4 separate regions of the Mus musculus genome follow, and all the other regions are linked to region 1. A link is a contact called in public promoter capture Hi-C data. All regions are on one chromosome and are shown on one strand. The core of a region is the stretch at or near the end of the contact, and the rest is flanking DNA. Distances in the headings are between cores, read along the strand shown.

Evidence for each region. Promoter capture Hi-C pulls out the DNA fragments that hold promoters and counts their contacts. Capture Hi-C pulls out chosen DNA fragments and counts their contacts.
Region 2: a contact with region 1 is called in a promoter capture Hi-C map of liver, with 7 times the contacts expected there. The contact joins the promoter of Marchf8 here to the promoter of Sec13 in region 1. A contact is called at or near these places in 2 of 39 promoter capture datasets (both in liver).
Region 3: a contact with region 1 is called in a promoter capture Hi-C map of pancreatic islet. The contact joins the promoter of Plxnd1 here to the promoter of Sec13 in region 1. A contact is called at or near these places in 1 of 39 promoter capture datasets (liver) and 1 of 9 other capture datasets (pancreatic islet).
Region 4: a contact with region 1 is called in a promoter capture Hi-C map of liver, with 4 times the contacts expected there. The contact joins the promoter of Rassf4 here to the promoter of Sec13 in region 1. A contact is called at or near these places in 2 of 39 promoter capture datasets (liver and pre-B cells) and 1 of 484 Hi-C or Micro-C datasets (the N1E-115 cell line).

The regions. Positions count from the first base shown.
Region 1 is chr6:113,739,290-113,741,989 of GRCm38.p6, forward strand. It overlaps Sec13 (SEC13 homolog, nuclear pore and COPII coat complex component), which reads right to left and starts at 1,392. Exons shown (of 9, transcript NM_024206.4): 1 at 1,356-1,392. The coding sequence starts at 1,358.
Region 2 is chr6:116,336,769-116,339,468 of GRCm38.p6, forward strand. Marchf8 (membrane associated ring-CH-type finger 8) reads left to right here and starts at 1,254. Exons shown (of 8, transcript NM_001302383.1): 1 at 1,254-1,447; 2 at 1,618-1,722.
Region 3 is chr6:115,993,701-115,996,400 of GRCm38.p6, forward strand. Plxnd1 (plexin D1) reads right to left here and starts at 1,305. Exons shown (of 36, transcript NM_026376.3): 1 at 1-1,305. The coding sequence starts at 1,105.
Region 4 is chr6:116,672,518-116,675,217 of GRCm38.p6, forward strand. Rassf4 (Ras association (RalGDS/AF-6) domain family member 4) reads right to left here and starts at 1,319. Exons shown (of 11, transcript NM_178045.4): 1 at 1,207-1,319.

The sequences.
Region 1 (2,700 bases), core at 142-2,641:
ACACTCTGGAGGATCAAGAGGGTGGATCAAGAATTCTCCAACAGCCTGGGCTATTTTTTCAGAAAGGTAGACCCTGGGAGAGTACGGCGGCAAGGCATTCAGAAGGCACACACTGAATAAGTAAGTGTGTTTCCTTGAGAATCTTAAATGCTCTGAAAAGTGTCGGCAAAGATTAGAGAAAGAGGAGCAGCACCTGCCTGGAGACAATGACATTTTCCCGTGAGCATTGGAGAGGCACCAGGAGCAATCAATTATAGTCAACAGAAAAACTAATCAATTTAAGGTGGCAGTGAAGAAAACACCCTTACCAAAACCACACTGCTGGCAACAATCTTATCTACTAATCCTCTAACCCCCTCCCCCAACACACACCAATATAAGGTGGGTGATGTGACCAAGAATTCCCCACAATCCCAACTGGCTCAAGGAAAAGTAATTTTCTATTGGTGACCCACAGGACTTTGGAAAGCTGGCATCCTTATGACCATTCTTAACCAGCAGCCATGGGTTATGATCCACACTTTGGGATGCTATGTATTTTAAAGCTCTTGGAGCAGTCCTCCGGAGCATCTTATAAGGACACTTATGCGCTTGCTGGAACACAGTAAGAAGCTGCACTCAAAACAGTTCAGCTCATCAGAATCACACCAGGTACAAACTTAGAATGAACCTGTGTATGAGTCTCCAACTTGGCAACAAAAGAGCCAAAGGCCAACAGAAGGAGGCAGCTCCTTGCACCGCTGCGCCAACCAGGGTCTAAGACTTCCAGAGTTTCATTCCCTTAGTATTATACGGAGTGGGGTGCGGTGAAAGACATACCACAGAGGCCATGTAAATTCAAAAATAAGAAACAGAAATAAAAAGCTGAGACGATGCCCTGGAGTCACTCAGCTAGGCCTGTCATCAGTTTCCCGAAGGGACCATCACACATGGGAGTCCTGTGTCCAAGCAACTGATCCCTCCACCTCCTTTGCTGAGGTAGTGGGTGGCAGGGCGAATGATGAGGAGAATTTGGATCTTAGCTTGCCACTGCCTAGCCCAAGTGTTGATGATAGTAGCATCTGCTCCGCAGGCTACGCGCAGGCAGAGGATGTGAGCGATCGTGGGAACGCACTAAGGGCTTGTCAGGCAGTAGATCCTATGATAGCTTTGGCTGTTTTTCCAATTCTGGAGGACAAGACACGAGACGGGCAGGAGGTGGGCTCGCAGCCCGGGCCTATGAGTTCCGGAAGGCCCAGTGGCCTTGCCTTAAATTCCCGCTCCGAGACCCAGAGAGAGGCAGGACAAGCAAACTTTGAGGACGTAGAGGTGGTCTGTCTCAAAGCCACGACTATCGCAGGGATCGCGACACTTACCATAGCTGCAGCAGCGGCGACCCACGGCCTCGGACGTGGCAGCTCAAAACGCTTCACTTCCGGTGCCGGCCCGCAGCCGGCAGGCTGTCACCCAGGATCTTCCGGTCAGCAACACACTCGACTCACACAAAGGTTCCGCGTCTTCTGGATCCTCGGCCCCGCCCTCCTGCAGTTCTGCCTTTATCTTGGCTACTGTTGGGCTCTGGTTGCTGTGGCGACCCTAATCCAGGGATTTTATGATTTGAAGCCGTCGCTAGCAGGTTTTTTATTTAGACTAAGTTTTTTCTGGTTCCTGAGATGCATACATAAAATGACTAGTCATTATAGCTTCACTCTCCTTTTCTGCGGGTTCCGGGTCCCACTGGCTTATCATGACCATCGTAGAGGTTAATTTCTCAAGTAGACTGGGCTAGTGCTTTGTTAGGTCTTGCTTAAGTTTCTTTCCATTTAATTTGATGTTGACTATTGGCTTGCTGTATATTGCCTTATTATGTTTAGGTATGGTCCTTGTATCCATAATCCCTTTAAGACTTTTAACATGAAGGGGTATTGGATATTGTTAAGGGCTTTTTCATCATCTAATGAGATGATCATGTGGGCTTTTTTCAGTTTGTTTATATGGTAAATTACGTTGATGGATAAAGCAATTCCACTAAATTCAGGGACAAGACAAGGCTGACCACTCTCTCACTATCTATTCAACATAGTACTTGAAGTTCTACCTAGAACAAAAAGACAATTAAATGAGATCAAGGGGATACAAATTGAAACGGAAGAAGTCAAAGCTTCATTGTTAGTTGATATGATAGTATACAAAAATGCACCAGCTTTCTTAAGGGATGGCAAGCAGAGAGTCTCAAGTCCCTGGGAGTCTGACTGTTTCAAGGGAGAACAACTGGAACCTCCCCAAACTCTTGTTTTTAGCTTTGGTGCTTACACAGCACTGAAAGGGGAACACAGAGCCCCAGGGCAGCTCCTCAGATGCACGTGGTCACATTTCCCCACCACACTTAGAAGCCAAGTGGCCCAGAGTAGAACCTCCACTCCCATTAGCTAAATCCTTTGCTGGGCAGTGGTGGCGCATGCCTTTAATCCCAGCACTTGGGAGGCAGAAGCAGGCAGATTTCTGAATTGAAGGCCAGCCTGGTCTACAGAGTGAGTTCCAGGACAGCCAGGGCTCTACAGAGAAACCCTGTCTTGAAAAAAAAAATCTTTCTGGTCGTATGTTGAAACTGGGATTGAATACCTTGGCTGAAGATAGCTACCAGCAAGATGCCAAGACTCAAGGAGTGTGAAGGCTTTTTGGAGAGGGGCCTGGAGAGTGGCAGCCTTATATCATGACACC
Region 2 (2,700 bases), core at 4-2,503, 2.6 Mb after region 1:
CCACTTCCTGTTTGTTCCCTTGTTTGGACAGATGCAAGATTTTGGTCTCAGGACTCAGAGCTTTGTTTTAGATGAAGAGAGGCTTCAGAAATCTCTTGGGTAGGGAATCCTTGTGTTAGGAGACTCTAGCTTTGCCTAAATAATATTTCCAGCTCCACAACTACTCAGACACTTCTAGAACTTGGAAATCTTTGTCACTTCGGATGGCAGGCTCCCACACCCCCAAATCACTTAATTGACTCTTCTTGCCCATGTACGACACTAATGGAAGTTTAGTCCTGCCTTATAGGAAAGCCTGCCACCAGGGCAGGAGGATTCTCTCAGGTTGTAGCTGCTGCTTCCCACAGCAAAAATCTGCACGAAAAAAATTCACCATTCCATCTTCTAGATGAATGTTGCTTTCAAGGTGATCTACAGGAATGGACCCATTTTTTGCTTTGCTACATGGATCCAGATGTTTTGTCTCCTGACAGTTTGCTCTCTAAACAGCATAGTATGCAAACTGACCAGCATATTTGAGTATGCTGAGTAACCTGATTAGCTAAACCAACAGACTTACTTCTAGACAATAGAAAATCGTGGAGTACTGCAGGGATTGCCTTACAAATCTCTCATGAATTTAAAAAAAAATACCTTGAATGTACCGTGTAATAAAGATTATTGGATAAATAAAACTGCCAGTGGCCAAAACCTCTCCTTCTGTAAGATGTGACTTAGGAAAATTAGAATGTCAAGAAATTGTAAAAGTTAGGAATGATAGCTTCTGAGAGAATCTTTGGGTCCAACCAACAGTACTGTGGTGGGGACAAGTCACAACACCAGTGTACAGGTATAATCAGGGATGAGTTTAATGTAGACAAAGTAGAGTCAAATACGTCTTGTCTACATGGACAGAAATATCCTCATAAAAATTATGAATACCATATTTACATATCCATACCATATACACTCAGAGTCTCTCTAGGTTAGGGAGTGAGAGAAAAAACAAAACAAAAAACCCTGCTCGTCCATACACACAAACGTTTTACCGCGTAGTTCTCGCTCCCACTTCATTTGCTAGCGCACCGGAAGGTTTACCTTTCTCTACACTGAGAAGGTGAAGCCGGGCGGAGTCTACCAGCAGCCTCACCCAGCGCCAGTCTACCAGGCGGCCGCCGCCGCTACCCCGCCTTCCCAGCGCCCCAGGTCGCCAAAGCAACGCTTTTAGCCTGAGGCGCGGCGGGGCACGTGACCGGCGCGTCACGTGACCGGTCAGTCGGCGTCCTCTCGCTGGGTGGTGTAGGCTGCGCGCTGACCCAGCGGCCCTGCTGCGTCCGGCCCGGGTCATGCAGGAAGCGGGCCGCGCGTGGAGCTCCGCGCCCACCTGAGCTGCTCGCGCCGAGGTGCGGCGTGGCGGGGCCGCGCGCTCCGGGCCACCAGGGGTGTGGCCGCTGGGAGGCCGCGACAGGTGGGTGCGCGGAGGTCTCGGGCCGGGGAGAGGCCGCGTGCTGCGGGGCGGGGTCCGGTCACCCTATCGGCGGGCGGCCGAAGGTCTCGGGCTCTCTCAGGTGAAGTCCTGCCCGGGCTGGGCTGTGAGGGCGCGCACCGGGCAACCCTCCCTCCCTGCCTCTGCTTCAGTCTCCGCGTCCGTCCGAGATGGAAGTGTGGATTCCTGGTGTCTGAGTGCCTGACGTGGCGTCTGGACGGTGCTGCTCTAGTAGAAGCGCTGGAGGCAAAGCGTAGGTAGGCTGCTTTACATTTTAATCGCCGCCCATTTGCTCGTCTTTAAAAATGTTTTTTTTTTTTTTTTGGACTCCTTCATCTGAGTCAAGTTTTTTTAAATAGGGAATTTATTAGGGGAGGATTATAATGGCTCACGTTCTTCTCACGTATCTTTAACGCAGCTAAACCTCCCTTAAAAAGAAAACACGCTTCTCTGAAAGCCCATTTGAAAAAAAAAAAAAAAAAAAAAACAACAACAAAGGAAGAAAGAAAGCCAGCCCTTTTCTGCTTCTTTGTCTCCCCCACGTAAAGACACACAGTGGTCATACAGCTGTCAAGATTTATTATGAAGTGGTTTTTTTTTTTTTTTTTTGTCGTTTTATGTTTTTGTTAATTTGATGATGTCTCAAGATACGTATGAAGTATGGCCCTTCCCATTATTTTTTTTTTTCTTTATTTTGTTCGATTATATGTTATGCAATTAGAGAAATAATAAATATATAACTTATCTCTTGGAAAAAACAGCAGTATTTCTGATCAGCCCCAGGAGGGACTGCAATCGTGCTTCTATATAGTAGACTTCACATGTACTTGCTTGGTTAGTTACTCAAAATGGGAGTGGAATACTTCATTTAGAATACTCAAATCACGTGCTGTGAAAAAGAATGTATGAACTATACATGGAATGATGTGGACACTTTTTTTTTTAAAAACTAAATGTTGAAAATCTGAAGCAAGAAAATTTTGCATTTTGAGAGATTCAGTGTGTGAGACCCTATGTTCAATAAAATCAAACGAAATATCCTGTTGGATGCAGTGAATGAGGGTATGCAGAGTGTGAAATTACTGAGGAAGTTAAAATAAAGAGCCATGTGTACTTTCCTAACTTCTTGTTTCTGGAGACTTTATTGATAAGAGATGTACTGAACTTTGATGTTAGCAGGGAAAATCGCTGGGCACGGTGGCGCACTGTGATCCTGGCAGTGGGAAGATAGAGGC
Region 3 (2,700 bases), core at 55-2,554, 2.3 Mb after region 1:
GCTCGCGCGCGGGGAAAACCGACACGAGGCGGCTGTAGAGGTCGCCGCGGCCCGCGCCGCCCGCGCACTGCAAGCCCAGTTGGATGTAGGACTCGGTGAGCTTCTTGGCGTCGCCACCCGCGCCGCGGGGCAGGCAGATGCGCGCCAGCAGGCTGCGCGCCTGGCTGTCCTTGTCGCCCGCACGCGCCTCGCTGTTGAGCGCCAGGTACGCGTAGGGCTGCGCGCTGTGCGGTGGCACCGCCGGGTGCAAGAAGGCACGCACGAAGCCCAGCTTGTGCTGCTCCTTGGCGCCCTGCTTGATCTTCAGGATGTTATCGTCCGACGGGTTAAGGTCGAAGGTGAAGAGCTTGGCCAAGTCTCCACGCGCGTCCAGGGAGCGGATAGCGATCTCGGGCGTGTTCTCGAAGCGGTGGTCTTCTAGGCTACGGTTGCGCGGGAAGAAAGCGCTGCCGAAGCCGGTGTACGTGGCGCCCACGAGCAGACGGCTGCCCCCGGTGCCCGAGGTAGGCGGCAGCACCAGTCCCACAGTGGACGCGTTGGGGTGGTTGGCGGCCACGTTGAGCATGCTGGGGAACACGGTGACCGGTTCTGCGGTCGGCGCGGCAGGCGGAAAGCTCACGGCCAGGGCTGAGATGTTGCCCCGGCGCCTCAGCTGGCACAGACCCTGGTAGATGGAGCCGCACGCGACCACCAGACCCTGGCCCGGGTCCAACTGCAGGATTTTGTTGTAGTTGTCCGTGAGGCGCCGCGGGTGCTCGCACGAGGCCTGCGGGAGCTGCGGGGCGTGACACAGCGGGCTGTCCGGCACGGGACCCACGGTCGCCTCGGCTTCCAGGCTCAAGTTGGCACTCGACAGTTGGTACAGGCGGTTCACTGCCGCCAAGTACACGGTGCCCGCCGTGCCGTCCAGGGCGAAGTTGTTGGTGGGCGTGGGCGAGGGGAAACGGCGCTGGATCTCTAGGGCGCCGGCCCGTGCCGCCCCGAGCAGCAGCAGCAGAGGCAGCGGCAGCAGACCAGGGCCCCGCGAGTGAGGGCGCGGACGCAAGGGGACGGCCGCGGCGGCCCGGGCGCTAGGGGGTGCGCCGCCCGCGGCGCGACGAGCCATCCAGGCGAGCGCGGGCTGCGCGGCGCGGCGAGTGCATGGGGCGCGGCGCGGCCGGGAGCCGGGAGCTCGGAGGCGGCGAGAGGCGGGGGGGGGGCCCGGGCCGCGAGGCGCTTCCTGCCCGCGCCTGCCGCCCCCGGCCCCGGCGCCCCGGCCCGACTCTGGCGAGGCGCTCAGCCCGGGGGCGGCTCCGTGGAGACCACGCCCACAGCCCATCTCCCCGCCCCAGCAGCTTGGCCCACGCCCTTTCGCCCCGGGCCACGCCCCCGGCCACGCCTCTGGGCCACGCCCCGCGGTCCGAGGTCACTGGTGGCCGATACCCGGGCAGTCGCAAGTTGCCTGCCTCTTTCCTGGTTCCTGGCCAGCTCCTGGAATGTCTTCCTCTCGCTTGTTTGTTATCCTTCCTCTCTTTCTCCTCGCTCTAGTACCTTCTCTGTTCTGTTTCTGGGCTCCCGTTTGCCTTCCACCGCCTCTCAGAGTTTCGCTCTTTCAATCTCTCGGACTCCCCTACTCCGATCCTGTCAACTCCGCCCCGTGTCTCTCCCGCGTCACTCCCTCTCCCTCATCTGCGTTTCCTTTTTTTTTTTTTTCTTTCTGTTCCCGCTGCTCTCCCTCTCTACTCTTTTCCTCTCCTTGCCCCTAAAGCCCTCCATTTCCCCTCAACCGCCTGCCCCTTCTGGCCACAGTCCCCCTCCCCGCCCCCCCCGCCCCCCCCCCCCCCCGCTCACACCCCCTATGTTCTCCAAGCCTCACTCTAAAGACCAGCCAGACCAGGGACATCAGGCCCCTGGCTAACCTATGGTCTGTTCCCCGAACTGCTCTGTAAAAGGAGTTTGCAAGCAGCAGGCTCCGGGGACAAACTTGACAATCCCACAGCAAAAGTAGGAAACTGTGTTGAGAGGAAGTTCATTCCTCTTGCAAGGGCAGGCTGGGCTGAGCAGAACACCAGACACAGGGCCTTACTTTCTGGATAGAGCCAAACCCCGCAGACCCCCAGGACCTTGCCCTTAGGCCAAGGTTCTGAGAAACCTAAAGTCATTCCACATATGAGCTGGCACTGGGCACCGGACTCCTTTGACCTTCAAAGGAACAGGTAGGCCCTGGGATAAAGGCAAGGAGTCATTTTCCTAAGGTCATAGAAACCCAGGTGATCCTCTCCATAGCATGGGAGTGCCCACATAGGACCACACCAAATGCTAACCTCCTTACAAAGACTCAACCCACTTTCCGTGCATGGAAACTGAGGCCCCAGAAGTAAAGCCCAAAATACACCGCTAAGGGGGAAGGTGGGACACAGACCCATTGTTTGAAGCCACAGTTCCAGCTACAAGTTCTCAGTCAGGGTCTCCTAGCAGCTTGCAGCTGTCACTTGAGGCCTAGTGGCCCTCTCTCAGAGGGTGACCTTGCTCCCACCAGATAGGAAGGAAGGATGGGGAGGGGCTTTCCCTGTGCCTGAAGGGTCAGCAGCAAGGGCTCAGAGCCCAGCCATCCCCATTTCCCTGGCCCCCACCCCAACCTTCCTGTCCCTGTGCCTGCCTGCCGGCTTGCCTGCCATGTTCCAGCCCATTCATGGCCTTGGCTTTGATGGTCAGGAGTGT
Region 4 (2,700 bases), core at 69-2,568, 2.9 Mb after region 1:
GCAAGGGGGTGGCAGGGCTCCAATCCTATCTCAGGGTTTGTCCCAGGGGAAATCCCATAGGCAGGAAGGAGATTCGGGGAACTACAAGTTTGGGGAAACAGCAAAAGCTTTAGGCCTGCAGCGACTTCCTAGTGCTGATAGCTTACTTTTAAACAGTTTCAAGGGCTGGTGAGGAGGCTCTATGAGTAAAGCGCTTGCTGCCAAAGCCTCAGGACCTAAGTTTAATCCTCAAAAGTCACAGGAAAGCGGACGGGGAGAAACGACTGATGCCACAGAGTTGTCTTGCACACAGCCACTATGACCCACAGGTACACATGTACATGCGCTCTCTCTCTCTCTCTCTCTCTCTCTCTCTCTCTCTCTCTCTCTCTCTGGTGTGTGAGTGAGTGTGCATCTGTCTGTTTCTCAATAATAAGTAAGTAAGTAAGTAAGTAAATAAATAAATAAATAAAGACAATTTCAAGCATTTTCTTCGACATACTTTTAGGTTAAACAACCCAGCCTCCCCAAAGGTCTGGGCTCAAAGCTTACCCTGACTGCATTGTATGACCCTGTCAAATCCTTTCTATTTTCAATCTGGAGTTCATCACCAGTTTAAACAACTATGACCCTAGGACTTCATCCACAATAAACACTGTCGACATTGGGCTTCAGGCTCCAGAGAGATAGTGAGGTGCCGGAGATCTCAAAGAAGAGAACGGGCCCCAAAGAATCAGGAGACAGGTGGAGTTTAGCCCTGAAACTATACGTGAGTGGCATATTGTGTAGCCCTTTGGTTATGGCCCACCGCACCAACAGCGACGGAGAAACAAGTGTCTGGATGAGTAATCATCCTAGCGTTGGCTTTCCAGCTGTAAAATCTTAAGGTCTTGCTGAAACCCTCTTCCCGCCTCTAAGATCGTGTTTCTAGGAAGCTGGCTGAGAGGAGGATGAGGTGAGCACAAGTGTAGCCGGCCGTTGGATTCACGTGCCCTGCTAAGATTTTGCCCGGAAAGTACCTTATCTAGGAGATGTTAGGCGCCTTGCCACCCTCAGCCCTTGGCTGGAAGCCCGCAGTGCGCCAGGCTGGCAGGGGGAGGAGACTCGCGCACTGCGGCTGGGGGTGCAAGTGCTCAGGCTCTAGCGCCCTGCCTGATCGCGGCCCCAGGGTCGAAGGTAGGGTGCTCCAAGGATGCCCACTACCTTTGCAGTCTGAGCATCACTCACCGTTCAGTCATCGCGCGGTCCAGAGGCCACCAGCAAGAGAGGTCGCGTGCACTAGAATTGTGCCTGCACGGACTCAAGAGCCCTGCATCTGCTGCAGGGATCAAGTCCGTCCCAGCCCACCCTAGACACACCTCCTCCCGCCCCCGAACACGCCCCTCTCCGCCCTGGACACGCCCCTTCTCTCTGGTCAACTGCTTTGCCTATCAGCCCATCTCTTCCTTCTAGGGTGCTTGGTACTGATGCCCCTCAAGTAGACCCCGAGCATTTGCTCACTTGTTCGATCTTTACGGACACCACTAAGCGCTTCGCGCATCACTTAAGTCCCCAATCCTCGAGGGCACCCCAGGACGCAAAGAGAAAGCAGTAGGAGTGGGTCCCCAGGGGCCCTCGGTCTACACAGGCGGAGGCCAGGGAGCCTGGGTAACGCAGATACTTGGGTTTCAACAAAGACCTCTGCGCAGGCGCTACAGCTACTACTGTGCGCTTCCTAGGGAGGGTGGAGTGTGTGTTCGCGCGCGTGAAGTCTGGGACATTTATTTATTGTCCAGGTGGCACCTGCAAGCAAAGTTGTGGCTTCTCAGAAAGCTACATTAAAAAATAGGAGCTGGTGAATTTAAAAAGTTAGTTTCCTCTCTCTCGGTCGCTGTTTTCTGAGGAGATTGGCCAGCGCTGAGGCAGAGCCCCAGGCTATAGGCTGGGAGCTTAGGGAAGCTGGGCGGCTGTGAGGCAAGGGAGCTTTGTTGACTCTGTTTTATTTCATGGTTCCCAGTCCTGACTTCAGGACCTCTTGCCCTCCCTCGCAAAGTAAGTCATCTCAGCTCGGCTCATTCCCTGGTTTCTAACCCTCTTAGAGTCACAGGGCCGTTTTAGAGTATGAAGTGGGACTTCTAAAAGTGTAGGTACTCACGTATTTGAAAACAGACGGCATTAGAGTCTCTGGACCCCAATGCAGCGCACCGTGCCAATTATGGCCGGCGAAGAGATGGCAAAGAGATTGTGCTCCGCCCTTTACTTCCTGTGTCACAGACTCTCTGTCTATTTCCCTACCTGCAGCGGGCTAAAAATGACCAGCCTGCAGTCCCTCTTCAACTTAGCTTTCACTCGTGTTCTTAGAGAGTGATCCATTCTCTGCCAACTAGGGTTTCCTGTGGTTGGTGACCTGTTGTTGGAACCCATGTTTCTTCCCACAGCCCGAAAGCATCAGAACTGAGCTCATTATTTGGGTGCTTCGAAAAGTTTTGACAAACCAAAAGCACGGAATTCCACCGTAACTCCCAACTTCTCCAATTCACCCCTGTGCAACTGAAGAAGTCAACAGCCGGTGGGGAGGGCGAGTCTCCCTGTGGCTCTCCAGCATGAGTCGTGCTCTCTGCCCCAGTTCACCTTGTTGTCTCTCTCACCTTGCTTGGGACATAGGCCTCAGGTGTCCTGAGCCCTCCTTGTATGTTTTACATGTGCTGCTGATCTGGTCTGCTGTTGCTCCACAGCCCTAGC